Linked DNA regions of Triticum aestivum: region 1 is linked to region 2. A link is a contact called in public HiCAR-type data. All regions are on one chromosome and are shown on one strand. The core of a region is the stretch at or near the end of the contact, and the rest is flanking DNA. Distances in the headings are between cores, read along the strand shown. Region 1 holds the start of LOC123061927 (putative RNA-binding protein YlmH). Region 2 holds the start of LOC123061923 (dynamin-related protein 5A).

Evidence for each region. HiCAR-type assays count read pairs that join an accessible place to other places.
Region 1: a HiCAR-type map of leaf shows a contact between it and region 2, with 5 times the contacts expected there. The contact joins the promoter of LOC123061927 here to the promoter of LOC123061923 in region 2. A contact is called at or near these places in 3 of 5 Hi-C or Micro-C datasets (leaf and an unstated tissue) and 1 of 1 datasets of contacts at active chromatin or transcription factors (leaf).

Annotation. Positions count from the first base shown.
Region 1 is chr3A:513,883,420-513,886,863 of IWGSC CS RefSeq v2.1, forward strand. LOC123061927 (putative RNA-binding protein YlmH) reads right to left here and starts at 1,286. Exons shown (of 12, transcript XM_044485215.1): 1 at 1,025-1,286; 2 at 847-947; 3 at 1-110. The coding sequence starts at 1,124. It overlaps LOC123061926 (pentatricopeptide repeat-containing protein At2g27800, mitochondrial-like), which reads left to right and starts at 1,304. Exons shown (of 1, transcript XM_044485212.1): 1 at 1,304-2,609. The coding sequence starts at 1,304. The coding sequence ends at 2,485. It overlaps LOC123061925 (dihydroorotase, mitochondrial), which reads right to left. Exons shown (of 7, transcript XM_044485211.1): 7 at 3,115-3,444. The coding sequence ends at 3,326.
Region 2 is chr3A:513,773,210-513,776,613 of IWGSC CS RefSeq v2.1, forward strand. It overlaps LOC123061923 (dynamin-related protein 5A), which reads left to right and starts at 1,635. Exons shown (of 8, transcript XM_044485209.1): 1 at 1,635-2,105; 2 at 2,228-2,419; 3 at 2,570-2,776; 4 at 2,966-3,394. The coding sequence starts at 1,743.

The sequences.
Region 1 (3,444 bases), core at 36-2,535, 110 kb after region 2:
ACTGCTTTGATATCAGCAAACTTTTCAATTGCTAGCATAGCCTCCGCTATGATAGGTGGCGTAAGAAAACTGGTGTGGAAGACATCTCTTCGTTGGGAAGCCCTTTGTGCCTGCATACGCTTGATGTCAGTACAAATTCATGAACTTAAGAACTAATGATCATGTAACTGTAACCCCAGTAATTTTCTCAATATAAAACAGGGTGATATGCCTTCTCTTGGAAATGGACTAACTACGGTACTGGAACAAATTTACTGAAAAGCCATGTGGTAACCTCATGGTACATTGTTAATATGCAAAAAGGCAGTTATGTTATGTTATGTTCTACTAAGCATCATGTGACACTATAGGATATCAGGATCAACTTTGTATTTCCTCCCTACAGCTTATCCGTACATCTATTCACCAATTCTAGAACTCCTGCCACTTGGTATACCTGGGAAGAAGCAATTTTATTCTCTTCCTACAAAGGCACCAGTCAATATGATTGAAAGGTTATGTTTTCACACACCAAATGGACAATTAATTGACTTTTTCTTCATGCTTCAATAGCGAAACAGCTAACAGGAAGCACATCTCATTTCCCCTAATTTTCATGTACTAAAAATACTCTCTTAGAGAGGAAGCATCAGCCTATTAGAACACAGCCTGAAGCTCATGAATAGTGGGAAGAAGTCTAAAATTCCATCGAGGCACAGTTCGTCGACAGGCCAAGTATCCGCACTATCATCAACCATCTAATCTCAGTAAACGGGGCAGTCAATAGAACTGTTTCACGTCGAACTAGACTCTGACGGAGGTTCAATGGAAAATACAAATGTGCTAGAATGAAGAAAAAGAGATAACCATATCCAGAATGTCCATGACTTCCTCGATTACATGCCTGTGCACGCCCCACTTATCTCCGACTGCGGCCGCCGAGACGGCGAGGGCCAGGTCACACCGCCCTGCGCACGGCGGCCAAGCCTTAGACAGACAGCTCAATCAGAGCATCAGACCGACCGGGCAATGGGTTAGGGCTTACCTCGCGCGAAGAAGCGGAGTGGCGTGGCGATAGCGCGGCGCGGGCAAGGGCAGTGGAGGAGTCGCCGGAGAGGGCTTGCCAAGGCGACCGCGGCGGCCATCCTTTCTGCAAGCCGACCAGGCCGCCTGTGCTCTGAGCCTCTGTGATGTGATGTGAGCGTGCCGTGCTTGGTGGCGGTTGCCTAACCGGGTGCGGGATTGTGTTGTGCCGTCTGTGGCCTTTTGTGGGTTCTGTGGAGTGTACTGGTGTTGCAGTATCCCCGCCGCCGCCGCCGCCGCGATGAGCACGCTCCTCCGGCGCATCCTCTGCAGCACGCCCGCCGGCGCCTCCCTCTCCCACCGCCTCCCCTTCGCCACCTCGTCCCGCCGCACCCCGCACCGCTTCCGCCGCAGCCACCGCGCGCCCAGCCAGTCGCCGTCGCCCGACGCCGTCTCCGCCGCCGTCGCCTCCCTCCCCTCCCGCCTCACCCCGGCCGTCCTCGCATCCTCCCTCGCCTCCACCTCTGACCTCCGCCTCCTCTTCCCGCTGCTCACCCACTCCCTCGGCCGGCCCACCTTCCGGCCCGACCCGGGGCCCTTCCTCGTCGCCGTCAAGCGCCTGGGCGCCGCCCAGCTCTACCACGAGTTCGACCGCACCTGCGCCCTCTTCTTCTCCCTCCTCCCGTCCCTGCCGTCCCCGGGGCCCCTCCTCAGGGCCGCCCTCTACTTCTACTGCGAGTTCCGCAAGCTCGGCAAGGCGTTCCACGTCTACACCCTCATGCGCGCCTCCGCCGACCCGGCCGCGCGCCCCGCCGCCGACACCTACCACGCGCTCTTCACGGCGCTGCTGTCGCGCGGGGGCAACGACTCCATGGTGCACTACATGTACATGGACACCGTCTCGGCGCTGTTCCGGCAGATGCTGGAGGAGGGCGTCCCGCCGGACACCCGGGCGCTCAACGTGCTCGTCAGGGGCTACGCGCAGTCGCTGCACCTCAACGACGCGCTGCGCGTGTTCCACCAGATGGCGCCCGTCTACGGCTGCCAGCCGGACGGCCTCACGTACAGCTACCTGGTGCGCGGGCTGAGCGCGCAGGGCCGCACCAAGAACGCCCGGGAGCTGTTCGACGAAATGCGGGGCAAAGGGATGATGCCGACGGAGCCGTCCTGCAACGCGTTCGTCAGCGCGCTCGCCGTGGCCGGGGAGGCCGCGGAGGCCGAGCGGGTGATGTGGGATATGGCCAGGGCGGGGGCGGTGGTGGATCATATCACGAGGAGGGCGGTGGTGGAGGAGCTGGGGAGGGCCGGGAAGAGGGACGACGCTGAAAGAGTGGTCAGGGAGATGGAGGAGATGGGCATGCTCAGAGTCGCCGAGCGGCGAGAGCTCCTCGCTTCCATCCAAGACGACGAGGACGGCGACGATGGCATGGATGCTGCTGTTGAGAGCACGAGAGGTGGTGATCGGCGACGACGACAAAGTTAGCAGAGAATTCAGCAGCTGCATTGGATGTTTTATCTGCATTGGATTTTTTTTTTTACTATGATTCTCGAGTATCCGTTCACAAATGTAAGATGTTTTAGGTATGTCAATATAGTCTATATTTGAATTGAAATGAATGAACAAGCACACTAAAACTAGAACGTGTCTATATACATTTGATTTAGAAAAAAAGAGGTTACTGTAGGACATCTTATATTTGTGTGGAGGGAGGAACAGAGTCATGTGTGCAATGTGCCCACAACGATACATGCGAGTTGAAAACGGATCGTGTAATTGAATGTTAGTAAGTTTGAAGAGTTAAAATATCTTGAATTATCACCTGCAACTACGCGCGAACAACACGTCTTTTAAACACGGGGTGGAATGAAAGAGACGAGGAATATACCAGGGAACTGGCTAAATTCTTCTTCTCGTATTGTTGTGCGTAATATGAGCACCAACCTGTTGGGTAGAGCTATGCCGACACAACTCTACGCACGCCTTTGACGCCATGGCTGTGGCTGCCGCTTCACCTGCCGTGCCAATCGACTCAACAAGACTCGCACGCAAATAGTATCAGCTTACCCTTTCATCTTCTGATGAGGTTTTAGTGCAATCCACTGAAATGCAGATAACTCAACAAGAACCTCTTTTCTTTTATTCAGACGAAGACTTTTTCGCTCTTGCTTCGAATAAGTTGCTCTTACAAAGTTGCTTTTAGGAATCCCACACGGGGTAAGTTTACAACCAAAACCATGTTTGTCAGGCTCATTCTACTTTAAAGGGGGAGATGGAACGGCTCCACTTATTGTTTCTCCCCCAAATGGATCGTCTGTAATTTGCTTATTCTTCAGGCTGATCGGACGGAAGCCATTCCAGAGTGTTGCCGGTGGACATAGGCACAATCACCCCTGAACCGTACGCATAAGTTGCAGGCACTTTCCAGGGGCTCCTTCTCAGAA
Region 2 (3,404 bases), core at 385-2,884:
CTATGTATTGACAAACTGTTGTATAAATGATGTAGCTTGTGGCGAGTGTAAGCCTTTATCTTGTATTCTCATCTATTCAATACATGGTATGTTGTAATGATATCCACCTCGCTATGCGCTTGAAATGCGGTTGTGCCCTAATCATGAATTCATCACGTGATTGGGATAGAATCGCATCTTGAGCGCTACAATGGCGTCCGACGAGTGATTCTTCTTTTTTAGGCTCCCATCTTCATTACTATAAAAAGTATGTTACAATGGTAGAGAAAAAGAGAGGGAAGCTAAAAAAGATCCTACGAGAGGGAAAAAGAAGTTTATCCAGCTTGAGTTTTTTGGAACAAGATCATCATTATATCAGAAGGTCTGAGGTAGCCAAGACTTGAACTTTGCTGCATATTTACTCTTGATCTTTATTTGAGAAATTGTAATTCATGTTTAAAAATAAATCTCCAATTTTGGACAATTGGCTGAATGTTTCAGAAGACCAGCCCATTTCTCTGAATCCAAATGCTCCAACATCCTAGGATAGTCACTGCCAGAACAAAGTGAGCTAGTAGTTTTCCCTTGCAAATAATGTTTCTTCAAAAACAGATGTGCTTCTCTTTTCACTGGACATCAAAGTGCTCCAACGTCTTTGGGCAAATGCGCAGTCTGAAAGCAAGTGCATAAAGGTTTCTTCAGCCTACCGGTCACAGTTTGGGCAACATTTGTCATCCAAATGCACGCCCCTTCTCGTTAACATATGTCTTGTGTTGACCCAGTCATGTGTTATTAGCCAGAAAAATATCTTGTGCTTGAGCCTGTTGGAGCTACTCCAAATGTGTTTGAAGATGTGCCCTTCTTGATTAGCCGTGGCCTGGACCTGAATTTTATCTTGGCATGTCTGAATTGTTGAACTGTGATTTACTTTGCTTTGTAACTTTAAATTTTTAAATCCTGATGAATTTGTTTTATATGATCCATGTGCATGGATTGTATGGATTGGGGGTTTAGATATGAGGAGTGTGGCTGTTCGATAGGACATATAAGAGGCCGTTTGACACAATGTGGGGACGCGTCCGTGGATGTTTAGGGGGTTGGATTTGTCAAATCGAGTTGTAGATGCTCTCACTACCCCAGGAGAGAACTGTCAGATTTTTCTTCTTTTGAGCAAAAGAAACTGTGAGACCAGGAGAGTGTAGTGCTCTGTGGGCTACTGGGCTTGTGCCTTGAGGGCATCTCCAACAGTTGTGAGATAGGTGTTGGTAAATTTGCCACCTAGGACATAATGATGATGTGGTATGTATTAAATGTGAAGAGAGAGCAAAGTTGTATGTAGATTAACCAACAACCTTTGCACAAGCTCCAAGGTGAAATAGAGAGAAATCACATTTATTATCTCACCATCTATTAAATAGTTTACATACAATCCATTGGAGTAGTTGTATGATAGCTTGTTGGTTGATGATATGAACATTTTACCAACAAAAATAACATACAACCTGTTGAAGATGCCCTGAGAACACAAAGTCCACTATCGACGGCTGGATGGGCCGGACGCATGACCTCGATGCGATCCAAAAGGGAGGCGTGGAAGACACGATTCGAGATCGGCCCATCTCCTGTATAAATAAATATCACAATCCCAAACGGCTCTCGCATCGCACTACAGCCTGTACTCTGCAACCCTTTCCCACACGGACCTCTCCCGCATTTCAAATTCAAACCCCGTCGCCTCGGCTGCCACCGTGGCTCCCCTACCCATGGCGATGTCTCCGGCGGCGGGCAGGACGCCCAACCCCAAGGCGGCGCCGTCCCCGTCCCCGTCCGCCCGCCGAGCCGGGGCGGATTCGGCCTCGGCCGCCGCCGCCGCCGCCGCGTCGGACACCAAGGCCCGGTTCGAGGCGTACAACCGGCTGCAGGCGGCGGCGGTCGCGTTCGGGGAGAAGCTCCCGATTCCGGAGATAGTGGCCATAGGGGGCCAGTCGGACGGCAAGAGCTCGCTTCTGGAGGCGCTCCTCGGCTTCCGCTTCAACGTCCGGGAGGTCGAGATGGGCACCCGCCGCCCCCTCGTCCTCCAGATGGTCCACGACCCCACCGCCCTCGATCCCCGGTGCCGCTTCCAGGTGCGCGCTCCGCTTCACCTCTTCTAGGGTTTCCCCCTTCGTTCCCCTCACAGATCGAGTCTGGTGCTTCTGGTGAATGCGAGCGAGCGGCTGATTTGCGTGGGTTGTGCGGCGAATCACAGGAGGAGGACTCGGAGGAGTACGGGCACCCCATGGTGCAGGCCGCGGCGATAGCCGACCTCATCAAGCAGCGCACCGAGTCGCACCTCCGGACGATCCAGGCCGCCGTGTCGTCCAAGCCCATCGTCATGAGGGCCGAGTACGCCCACTGCCCCAACCTCACCATCATCGACACCCCAGGTTTCGTGCTTAAGGTAGGTCGAGGCACTTCAGTTCAGTGATTGTTTAGTCAGTTTTTCAGTTTGTCAGCTGTTTGATGAATTTGGGGCTTCCACTTCTCAACAAAGGGTAGTGGTTGTTTATTCTGTCTGTCAGCTGTTTGATGGAATTCGTGACTGCTGTAGGCTAAGAAAGGTGAGCCGGAGAGGACGCCGGAGGAGATCCTGTCGATGGTGAAGACACTAGCGAGCCCGCCCCACCGCCTCATTCTGTTCCTCCAGCAGAGCAGCGTCGAGTGGTGCTCTTCACTCTGGCTCGATGCAATTAGAGAGATCGATCCCACTTTCAGGCGCACCATGATAGTCATCTCCAAGTTTGACAACCGACTCAAGGTATGCCTGCCAGCCTGCAGAACAATCAGTACACTGTGAGGTTCAATACCTTCTTCACTGTAGATTGTGAAATGAAATTGGTACCGTGTCTTATGATATTGTCGCCTGTTTTGATCATTTCAAGGAATTTACTGGAATGAATTTGGTGTTGTGTCATATGGTATTGTTGCCTGTTTTGATCATTTCTAGGAATTTACCGAACGGTGGGAGGTCGATAGCTACCTGAGCGCAAGCGGTTACCTTGGGGACAATATCCACCCATTCTTTGTGGCTCTTCCAAAGGACAGAGGAACAATCTCCAATGACGAGTTCCGGCGGCAAATATGTCAGGTAGATATTGATGTGCTGCGACACTTGCGTGATGGTGTGAAAGGGGGTTTCAATGAAGAGAAGTTTGGTCCGTACATTGGGTTTAGCTGCCTCAGGAAGTACCTGGAGTCTGAACTTCAGAAGAGGTACAAAGAAGCAGCTCCAGCCACCCTAGCATTGTTGGAGCAGAGATGCAGTGATGTCTCGATGGACCTATCCAGACTGGACTCCAAACTGCAAGCAACCTCTGATGTCTCTCAGCTGAGGAGATCGGCAATGCTTCATGCTGCTTCTATCTGCACCCATTTGGTATGTAAAC